3 separate regions of the Mus musculus genome follow, and all the other regions are linked to region 2. The links are chromatin contacts, called in public promoter capture Hi-C maps. All regions are on one chromosome and are shown on one strand. The core of a region is the stretch at or near the end of the contact, and the rest is flanking DNA. Distances in the headings are between cores, read along the strand shown. Region 1 overlaps Fryl (FRY like transcription coactivator). Region 2 holds the start of Cwh43 (cell wall biogenesis 43 C-terminal homolog). Region 3 overlaps Slain2 (SLAIN motif family, member 2).

What was found. Promoter capture Hi-C pulls out the DNA fragments that hold promoters and counts their contacts.
Region 1: a promoter capture Hi-C map of hippocampal neurons shows a contact between it and region 2, with 3 times the contacts expected there. The contact joins the enhancer-like site here to the promoter of Cwh43 in region 2. A contact is called at or near these places in 21 of 39 promoter capture datasets (the 3T3-L1 cell line, 3T3-L1-derived adipocytes, the C10 cell line and 12 more), 1 of 15 datasets of contacts at CTCF or cohesin (the NIH/3T3 cell line), 2 of 484 Hi-C or Micro-C datasets (bone marrow-derived macrophages and stem cell-derived epiblast-like cells), 2 of 115 datasets of contacts at active chromatin or transcription factors (embryonic basal ganglia and fetal liver) and 4 of 9 other capture datasets (adipose tissue, embryonic stem cells, liver and 1 more).
Region 3: a promoter capture Hi-C map of the C10 cell line shows a contact between it and region 2, with 5 times the contacts expected there. The contact joins the enhancer-like site here to the promoter of Cwh43 in region 2. A contact is called at or near these places in 6 of 39 promoter capture datasets (the C10 cell line, cranial neural crest, hematopoietic stem and progenitor cells and 3 more) and 3 of 9 other capture datasets (adipose tissue, liver and pancreatic islet).

Annotation. Positions count from the first base shown.
Region 1 is chr5:73,118,460-73,121,955 of GRCm38.p6, forward strand. It overlaps Fryl (FRY like transcription coactivator), which reads right to left. Exons shown (of 63, transcript NM_028194.2): 11 at 3,405-3,496; 12 at 1,359-1,457; 13 at 25-126. Among named protein-coding and RNA genes, the nearest start is that of 1700071G01Rik, 37 kb to the right of the region's middle. Within about 2 kb of position 2,057, at least 15 of the 459 cell types and tissues checked have an H3K27ac peak or open chromatin away from gene starts, as enhancers often do. A contact at or near this core is called in hippocampal neurons, where this site is marked.
Region 2 is chr5:73,403,978-73,407,436 of GRCm38.p6, forward strand. It overlaps Cwh43 (cell wall biogenesis 43 C-terminal homolog), which reads left to right and starts at 2,101. Exons shown (of 16, transcript NM_181323.2): 1 at 2,101-2,427. The coding sequence starts at 2,385.
Region 3 is chr5:72,944,032-72,947,661 of GRCm38.p6, forward strand. The region is part of intron 2 of Slain2 (SLAIN motif family, member 2); the gene reads left to right. Among named protein-coding and RNA genes, the nearest start is that of Slain2, 31 kb to the left of the region's middle. Within about 2 kb of position 1,755, at least 6 of the 459 cell types and tissues checked have an H3K27ac peak or open chromatin away from gene starts, as enhancers often do.

The DNA of each region.
Region 1 (3,496 bases), core at 807-3,306, 290 kb before region 2:
GTCAGAGATGTAACAGTGTCTTACCTTTAAATGTGACAAACAGTTTTGTAGGAAAATATGCCAGTTATTTAAAAAAAACTGTTTCTGACTGACACATAAAAGACAGGTAATTAGTGGGTACAAAGCCTGCCAGAGAGAGAAAAAAAGAGAATTAACACTCTTTACGGCAAGGTGCGGGACTCCTGGATGGTGGCTTCGTTTGTGCTACTAAAGAAAAAAAAAATTCAAGACATTTTAATACAGTTTCCCCATTTTCAATCTGAAACGCCATTTCATAGGCTAACAAGGAATGAGGGAAGACCGCATTCCCCGAGACCAATCCCTCAAGCCAACCTCCCCCAATGGGACAGGTTCTTCCTCCTCCCTGCACTTTCTCATCCAGTCCCCACTACAGTGCTTCTGAACAGAGCAGAGCAAGGTCAGCATGGCATTAGAATCCCAGCTGACTGCGGCCAAGCACGTGACTGCAGAGGCTTATTTTCCAAACGCGTAAAGTGACCAGCGATGACCACAAATGTCCGACGGAGGCGTGTGCCAAAGAATGTGGAGCATTTAGGGCCATGTCTGCCACAAGTAAGATTCATGATTATTTTCGCTTCAGTGTAGATGGTCAATAGTTGGCCAGTTCTCCACACTTCGCCTAACTGCAGGAAAATGGTGTGAAGCACATGGGTTTACTGGGGGGGAAGAAAGTGCCATCGGCCTCAGAACGGAAATGACGAGACGGCACAGGGAACGGTTCTTAAAACATGATACTTTTGAATACAATTGTATGGTATACAATAAAAAAAAGTTATGGTTTAACAGAAAACTATATTCAACATATAACATAATATAAAATTTAAGACACCTGTCAAGACAGGGAAACAAAATATTTAAAAAACAAAACAAAACCAAAAAAAAAAAAAAAAACAAAACCCCAAAAACAAAACAACAACAAAAAGACAGGGAAACACTGGGCAGGAAGTCTAAAGGACCCATTAAACAAAGAGGCAGTAAAATAAGACTGGCCAGCTACAAGACAGTGCTCCAGTTACAACTCAGCAGGCAGGAGCCTCATACTTACTCAATAAACTCTGTCTCCCTCCCTTCCCCACTCTCTTCCATCTCACCTTCTCTCTCCCTCCCTCCTCTGCCTCTCTGTCTCCCTTCCTCCCCTTCCCTCCCCCCCCTCCATCTCTAACAGTTTGCCCCACCCCCGATAATAAAAAGTAGAAAATCTAAAATGTGCAAAGTCTGCCCTGTCCTGGGTATTTTACAAGTTCACATTTTACACTTCTCCAATCTCTACCGGGGCCATAAATCAATGACTAAAACACCCAACGGAGCACACAAAGGTTTGAAACACTTCTCCGTACCAGCGAATGCTTCTTTCTGGAACTAAGTTCAAATGTAGTCTGATACAGCATCTCCACAAAATTTTTCAAACAGGGGACATTGACTTCATTTTTAACAGCCTAGGGAAAGAGTTAAAGACAAACAGAGATGAAAAACAAACAAACAAACAAATAAAAACAGTCAGTGCCCATAAACCCTAAGAGCCTTATGAGATCTGTCTGCCAAGTCTGAAGTAAGTTAATGATTCACTGAGATTTACATACAAGTCTTAGGTACCAAATGTTATAAAGTAAACCTGGTCCCTGGCCTGCTGGAACCAGCAGAGGATGCAATCGAGCAGATGGGAGGTGAGAATGCAGGGTAGGTGCACAAGGACAAGCCCGGCTGTGCTCCGCAGAGAGGCCTTTGGAGGGACACTGTGAGGAAGTGAGCACTAAGCTGAACCCAGCTTGTTTATTGAAAAACCTCCTGCTTAACCCTTCCAGCCTCAGCCCCTACAGCTCTGCCCCTGGGAGATGGGACACGCCGCAGCATCTTCCCGGCTGCCTCTACAACATCTCAGGGTACCCAAACTGGATGTCGGAGATGCTCTTTCCCCAGACGGAGCATGTCTTTCTCCCTTAGTGTTTGTTGGCTCAATTGTCACTCTCTCTCTCTCTCTCTCTCTCAAGATGGAACTTACATAATCATACTCTATTTAAGAGTTCAGCTCCCCTACCCTCAGCCAATCCTTCCTTCTGTGTGCCCACGCAAGTTCTTCATGGTACCTGCCGCGACATGACACCCTGCATATGCTGCATTCAAGTTTATTCTCTGCTTGCATGCCAGAAGTAAGCCCGAGAGTCATATAGAATACTTCCCAGCTTGCTGGGGTCTATTTCCTATGCACAGATGAGTCCCTGATACACACAAGACAGTATACAACGAAGGACTAAAGACAGACCAGCCAGGCAAAGAGGAGGAGGAGGTCATTCAAGACATAAGATGTCCCAGGATAGTGGCAGCCCTTTCACAAGGGGACCAGGGCTGTGGGTTGAAGCATGGCCCTACAAAACTCCTCTGTAGACTTTCTACCCAACATACTCAAGAGTGAACGGACCTGGGGAAGTCACTGCAGATAACAGATGACAGTGGCAACTGATTTTTTAAAAAATAAAGATAGCCTTTCCTGTTTGTTAATAATGTGAATCTAGTTTATGGGACTAAATACAAGGCTGAGAGATGACTGTTACTGGTAAACCTTTAATTCACAGCTGTTATTTGTACCCATTAAAAAAGAATCCTTCCTAATTTAGTGGTAAGCTAAAAGGAAAGGCAGGTTTCAATACTGTGGCAACCACTGTCATTCATTTCCCAATATCTTAACTTTTTAAAAAAAAAAAAAAACAATCTTAGCTGGGCAGTGATGGTACACGCCTTTAATCCCAGCACTCGGGAGGCAGAGGCAGGTGGATGGATCTCTATAAGTTTGAGATTATCCTGGTCTACAGAGTGAGTTCCAGGACAGCCAGGGCTACACAGAGGAAACCCTGTCTCAAACAAACAAACAAGCAAAAACCCAACCAAACCAAACCAAACCAAACCAAAACCAAACCAACCAACCAACCAAACAAACAAACAAGCAATTTCCCGGCCACCCCACCTCTCCTACGTGTGTTTCCAAAGCAGTGCATGAGCATGCCAGGCAATTCATAGAAATGCACAGGCCACCAGACCATGAAAGAAAGTGGAAGCCAGAGCGGTTTTCTTTCTCAACATGAAGATAAGCCTGTTCACTAGTTATGTCGAGAGAAATTTGAATAAAACACAATTAACTTTCATATCTGGCCAAGACCAAAGGAGGATAGATTTGCCCTATTGTCTACAATAACTGGAAAATAATCAAAATCTATAAAAGGATTCACAAGGCTATCTATACCCATCAACATAACAAACTGACCACTCGGGAGTGGGGAGCACAGGGGGTGGGGCCAGCAGGGGCTCACGCCATTGCAAGAGCTTTCAGGGAGGAAAGGGAGGCAGGCCTTCGTATGGCGCATGGTACTAAGACATAGGTCTGTACTTACAGCGGCTACGGGGATAAGGATCTCCACGAATAAACCAGCAAGTGCGTGCTTTATGTCCTTATCTTTTACTTCTAAGAAATACTGAGCGCATT
Region 2 (3,459 bases), core at 851-3,350:
CCGACTACGCTCAGCTCTCCTTTCACTCTCTTCAAAGATATTTTATTATATTTTTTATGTGGTGTGTGTGTGAGAGAGAGAGAGGGAGAGAGAGAGGGGGGAGAGAGAAGAGAGGGAGAGAGAGGGGAGAGTGAGGGGAGAGAGAGGAGAGAGGGAGAGAGAGGGGGAGAGAGGGAGAGAGAGGGAGAGAAAGGAGAGAGAGAAAGAGAGGGGGGAGAGAGGGAGAGGGGGGGGGAGAGATATTGAGAAAGCACCAACATCTCATCAAGAGTGTGGAAGTCAGAGAGCATCTTGTTAAGAGTCAGTTTCCTTTTCAATGATGTGGATCCCAAAGATGGCCTCAGGCCGTCAAACCTAGTGGCAAGAACCTTTATCTACTGAGCACTCTCACCAGCCCTCTTTTCAGTCTTTTGAAGCAAAAATATTTCCATTTTTTTTCTTGGTTCATTTTTGTTTATTTTTGAGATGAAGGTTTGCTTTGTTGCAAAGGCAGGCTCAGACCTCCTGGGCTAATGATCTTCCCTTCAGCCTCCCTAGCTACCTCCTCCCCCCACCATAGGGGCACGCTGCTGCACCTGGCTGAAAGCTTTTAATCTCAGAGGACATCCGTTTATGTATCATTTCTCTCTTGTCTCTTACGCTTTTGATGCTGGACTGAGAATCTATTGCCAAGAGTTAAAACCACGAAGATCTATTCTCTTTCTTTCGATATTTTTTTCTTTAAAAGCATCCACGGCTTGATGTAGTCTTCTGATCTTTGTATTAGTTTGTGCTTCTGTTGCTGTGATAGAACATCACGGAAACAGTCAAGGAAGAGTTTATTTGGGTTTGCAGTTCCAGAGTGAGAGCCCATCAAAGGAGGACTTGTGGCGGGGAAGCCAGAGTGAAAACCGCAGAGAGCACATCTTCAACAGAAATCATGAAGCAGAGAGAGCAATCTGCATGTCTGGAGATGCCCACCCCCAGTGATGCTCTTCCCCCCAGGAAGGCTGTACCATCTCCCAAAACAGCGCCACCCACTGGTGACCAAGTATTCAAATATCTGTGATTGGGGGGAACGTTTTCATTCAAACAACTACAGAGCCTCTTTGAGTTGGTGCTCGAACTTGTGTGGAGTAGGGCTTCGACTTGATCCTTTCCCACTTGGGTAGTTAATTTTTCCTGTGGTCATTTGCTGGGAAAAGTTTTCCTTGTCCTGTGTAACTGTCTTGTTAAGGTTATTTAAAAAAAAAAAATCACTTGATGTCAGGTGATAGGGTTCTAGAGGGTCTGTTTTATTCTGTAAAAGTATCCATCTGTCTCTGTGCTCAAAAAGCGACCAGGAACTCTTAGTTCAAGGCTGCTGTGGATTTGTAACCACGAGCATTTTGAGCTATTTCTTAAAATTTAGGCACCCCCACCATAGTTCACTCTGATATTTACTTTGGTTTTTTTTTTTTTTTTGGTTTTTTGTTTTGTTTTGTTTTGTTTTTTGGTTTTTGAGACAGGGTTTCTCTGTATAGCCCTGGCTGTCCTGGACCTCACTTTGTAGACCAGGCTGGCCTCGAACTCAGAAATCTGCCTGCCTCTGCCTCCCGAGTGCTGGGATTAAAGGCGTGCGCCACCACGGTTTTTCTCCACTCTGATATTTACAAGCTCCCCCACTTCTGTTGGTTTTTGAGATGACACTGACAGTTCCTGAGTTGTGTTTACTACCAAAGCAAAAAAAAAAAAAAAAAAAAAAAAGGTAAGGGGTAGGTGTGAAGTCACCTTGGACTGAAGATGGAGGCTCCCATTACTCCCTGCTTCAGAGCGAGTCTCCAGCTCTCTTCTCAGACTCAAGCCCCAGCATCTGGGAATCCAACCTGCTCACCCCGATTCTCTGGTCTCCAGTTCCTAAATGCTGGGGATTTAAGTATGCACCACCACAGCATGTCTATGCAGCACAGAGGATGAACCCAAAGTCGGGTGCATTTGAGGCAAGCACTCTACAAACCTCTCTGCGTGGACTTAAATTAAATGATGGCATCGCCTGTTTGGGTTGTTCCCTTCCTCCGGGGGCGGGGAAGGGGTGGCTCCATCTTCCATGTGTTCTCTCTTAGCGGGTAGAGGGTGGGATGGGAGCCTGCAGACTTCATTCGGGCTGGGTGGCAGGTTTGGAGAACGCAGGCTGCACTAGGGTGGCATGTCCCCAGCAGCGCTGAAGGCATGGGTGGCGTCGGGCGGGGCGGCGCGCAGGTGTGCCAGGGAGGAGGTGCCGCACCCTGCCAGGACTCCTGCTGCCGCCTCAGACCCGCGAGCTACTCGGGGACACCGAGCAGGCAGACCGGGCGGACCCCGCAGGAAGCGCGGGGCGCACGCGGGGCGAGGGAACGGTCCTCTCGGCTTTCCGGGTGGTCGCAGTCATGCCAGGCCTGTGGAGAGCAATTGCCCTGGAGACCTTGCTGGGTAAGTCGAGGCTGTCCTGGCGCAAACTGGCTGGGCTTGTTCCCCGCCGGGGTGACAGAGCCGGGAGAAGAGGCCGGGCTCCGGGAATGGAGATGCTTATCTTATCTTCCACCCTGGATGGAAGCGAAGGAGACCAGACCAGATAGAGGTTCCCTGGCCCGGGTTCGGCAGCTCCCGCGCCGCCCTGGGGTTGCATGGAGAATTCTCCCTGTGTCTGCGTTGATCTCGTGCAGCCCTGGACCGTGACCTTCAAGTCTACCTCAATACAGTTTAGTATGGACTTAGCTTTCCCAAGGAAAGGTCACCTGTAGGTGAGCGCCCAGGGCAACTGTCTTTGGCTCTGCCTCCCTGTTTGAGCGATCTTGCTTGGTAGCTGCGAGTATATTAGTGTTTTTGCCAAAAAACGTGCCTGCTTCTAGTCTCCTGGGCTCATTTAGCACAAAGTAGCAAGGATTTAGTATTCTGGTTCTATGGGAGATGTATACTTAAACTTTGAGTTTAATGTACTTTAAAAGGTAAACTTGGGAAATGGCTTAGTCCTGCAGTTCATTTGGAAGCAAGCATCTTTTGGGCCTGTGGAGGGCGCTCTCCTGAGAACGAGAGTTTCTATGGGCAGTCTTGTCTCAGGAGGGATTGAAACTCTCATTTTTTTTTCCTGCCTTCCATCGGTGCCTAGTAAACTGGGAGGTGTGAAGTGAGTCACTCTGCGTTCCTCCAGGAGGCTTGATCTCATTCTGAGAACTGTGAGGTGGCCTGCAAAGGGACTTGGGAGAAAGTTAAGTGCACCGCTGAGGTCTAAGCTCCCTGTGATATTTAGTCCTGGGGCAAGCCAGGCAATCACTGAACTTTCCGGTTCTCAGAGGTTTGCATTGTTGGTTTGCCCCAACTGTTTCAGCTTTGGGGGGGGGGGGGAGGGAATAAGGTGTATACATTTACCTCCTAGGATGTGGATTATATGAGGAATAAAGTTATCTGGTTAAAACCCAGCTCAGCCTGGCACAGGGCAAACGCCGCTGCCTTAATTATCATTAT
Region 3 (3,630 bases), core at 505-3,004, 460 kb before region 2:
TTAAGACTAAGAAGTGGGAGGTGAGTGGTTTGTGTCTGCAAATCTAGTATAGGGTGAAGTGGAAAGATAGAGTTCAAAGCCATACTGGATTGTATATTGACTCTAAACAAGCCCAGAAACATGACTGGGGCAGTGAGGGGGTGAAGAAAGGACAGACGTACAGACACACATAGAGAAAAGCTAGGGTCAGGTGGGCTGATGGAGCTATACCAACTGTGTGAAAACCTGGAACCCCAGCTTTTACCATGTACAGCGAGGGGAGGGGCTAGCTAGTCTTGGTAGGAGGTCTTTGTAGGTGAGCAGTCTTGGGCTGTAAACATCAGGGAGAAGATAGTTGTAGTACTAAATTTTGTACTTGTCTGTCATTCCTAAACAGTCACACTTAGCTACAGTATCATCATTCACACTCAGCCATCCCCATGGGTCTGAGCACCTGGCAGTGCTCATGTCAAGCAATACACATTCATTCACTCTTTACAAGTTCACTGAGGACCTCCTCAGCTCCCACAAGGAAACAGACTGGGAGTCGGGAGGGGAGAAGGAAAAAAGAAATTGGAGGGGCTGGAGATGGCTTGGTGATTAAGAACTCTTGACTGCCTTTCCAGAAGACCTGGGTTTGATTTCCATCACCCACATGGCAGCTCACAATTGCCTGTGACTGTAACTCAGAGGATCTGAGTTTCTCTTCTGACCTCCAAGGGCACCAAGCATGCACATGGTACACTGACATACATGCAGACAAAATACCTATTCATATAGTAATGATTTTAATTGTAGAGGTATGTAAGACTTTAACCAGAATGTAAGACTCTTAATCAGACTGCATGCTATCAAGTACTAGCTCTGTTTAACAGTGTTTACATTATAGCTACATGCACAAAACAAATTATCAAATTATATAGGTATAATGTATTATTTGAAATATGCATGTAGCATATATATATATGTGTGTGTGTGTGTGTGTGTGTGTGTGTGTGTGTGTGTGTGTGTGTGTGTGTGTGTATGTATGTGTGTGTGTCTGTGTCTTAGTCAGGGTTTCTATTCCTGGACAAAACATCATGACTAAGAAGCAAGTTGGGGAGGAAAGGGTTTATTCAGCTTACACTTTCCACATTGCTTTTAATCACCAAAGGAAGTCAGGACTGGAACTCAAGCAGGTCAGGAAGCAGGAGCTGATGCAGAGGCCATGGAGGGATGTTACTTACTGGCTTGCCTCCCCTGGCTTGCTCAGCCTGCTCTCTTATAGAACCAGGACTAAGACTACCAGCCCAGGGATGGTCCCACCCACAAGGGGCCTTTCCCCCCTCGATCACTAATTGAGAAAATGCCTTACAGTTGGATCTCATGGAGGCATTTCCTCAACTGAAGCTCCTTTCTCTGTGATAACTCCAGCCTATGTCAAGTTGACACAAAACTAGCCAGTACAATCCTTAAATCTTTTTGAGGTAGTATCTCACTGTGTAGACAAGGTTGGCCTTGAACTCAGAGTGCTTCACCTGCCTCTGCTTCTTAAGTGTTGGGATCAAATGTGTGTTACCATGCCAAGCTACATTTAACTTATTAATGGAAAAAATAACCAGTTGCAAGTTTGAAGTTTGTAGTATTGAACTCTCCTGTTTACAAGATTTTTTTAATAGAATTTTTCATAAGGCAAAACTTACCTAGAAATTTGAGAGCTTGTAGTCATCTTGTTCTGGGGATCCCGTGTTTACCTTTCCAGCTGGGATTGTAAGGTGGCCAACACACTCGTCACATGTACACAGACACTAGGCTTCTAAGCTCTAGCCTCATGTTTGCACAGCCAGCCCTTACCTACTGAGCCAGCACTCTCCAGCATCTCCTTCGAGTTTTTAATGGAGGCTTAATTGCAAAAGCTTGATTGGAGCATGGACTACTATGTCAGAGGGCATGATAAACTTGTTAGGAAGCCAGCAAGACCCCTTCTGAAGTAGAGATCTTAATCTGTCAGATAGCATAGGTGAATTTTTTTTTTTCTTTGTAGCTAGCTCCATGATAGAAAGGGAGGGAAATATTAGAATTTCTAGATTGACCTACAGGAAAACAAATTCTGATTTCTATCTCTTGAGCTGGGAGGTGATTTATAAGGTAAGAACTATTTATAAAGTCAGAATATATTTAACATCCTGGAGGATTATGAGTAATAAAAGGATGAACGAGATATGAAGAAATAGAAGGAAGCAGCAGGGGTGATTTCTATGTTTTTCCACTTGTGTGGCAGGACATGTCAGCAGTTGTCTCAGTTGCTCTATTGCTGCAAAGAGGCATTGTGACTAAGGCAACTTATAAAAGAAAGCATTTCACTGGGGGCCTGCTTACAGTTTCAGATGGTTAGTCCTTGACCATCATGGTTAGGAGCAATGGAGGCAGGCATGGTCCCAGAGTAGTAGCTGAGAGTTTACAAAATATTACCTGAAAGTTCAAGGCAGAAAGAGAGAGAAACCTCAAAACCCACACCCAGAGACACCCCTTTCCAACAAGGTCACACCTCCAACAAGGCCATACCTCCTAATCCTTCCCACATGGTTCCATAACTAGGATCAAGTATTCAAACATGAATATATAGAGGCCATTATTATTTAAACCTCCACATCAATCTACACGAGGGATGCCCCCATCCCAGAGGAGAAACTGACTTTAGCAGAAAGACTGTAAGTTGGATTTGGTATGCTGACTCTAGGACACACTGGCCATACCCATGGGGAAACATTGACATTAAAGCCCAGAGGAAGAAAGCTTGGGACTGAAAACAAATAATGGCAGCCCTTGGCGTATTGATGGCCATTAATGTTGTGAAGAGCACAGAAGAATAAGGCATGCTGGTGTTTAGTAAGCAAATATAATAAATTAGAGGAGATTGAAATTAGCAATTGTGCTTCTGCTCAGGTTGACATTTCTATGATCATACGCATAGCAATACATCACAAATATGTATAGCTTGTGCTATCTCACAGAGAATATGTATACAATCATGTGATCTAACTAGACAGAAAAATGTTTCTTCCTCCTCCCCGTCCCTAAATCGCCCACTGTTCTGTCAGAAGGCAAACCAGGACTTCAGCCATCTCATTTATTTTTCTTTATTCATCTTCCAGTTTTTAATGTCTATTCCTTTTTAAAATTCATTTTCTAGTCACTGTTTATTACCTAGTTTAGTCTATTTATTAGGTTTCCTCTCTGATATGATTGTAGCACAGTGCTCTTTGCTCAAAACAATAACAACAAAAATAACAACATCCCCCCCAAAAAAAGAACCCCAAAATATTTTTTTTTTTTTTTTTTTTTTTTTTTTTACCTTCAGATACATGAAAATTATTTATTTCAAATATCTTCCAAAGTAACAATCAGAAAGGAAAGGGTTTGCTTTTTGCTAAATTCTTTTTTTTTTTTTTTTTTTTTTTTTTTTTTTCCATTTTTTATTAGGTATTTAGCTCATTTACATTTCCAATGCTATACCAAAAGTCCCCCTTACCCACCCACCCCCACTCCCCTACCCACCCACTCCCCCCCTTTGGCCCTGGCGTTCCCCTGTACCGGGGCACACAAAGTCTGCGTGTCCAATGGGCCTCTCTTTCCAGTGATGGCCGACTAGGCCATCTTTTGATACATATG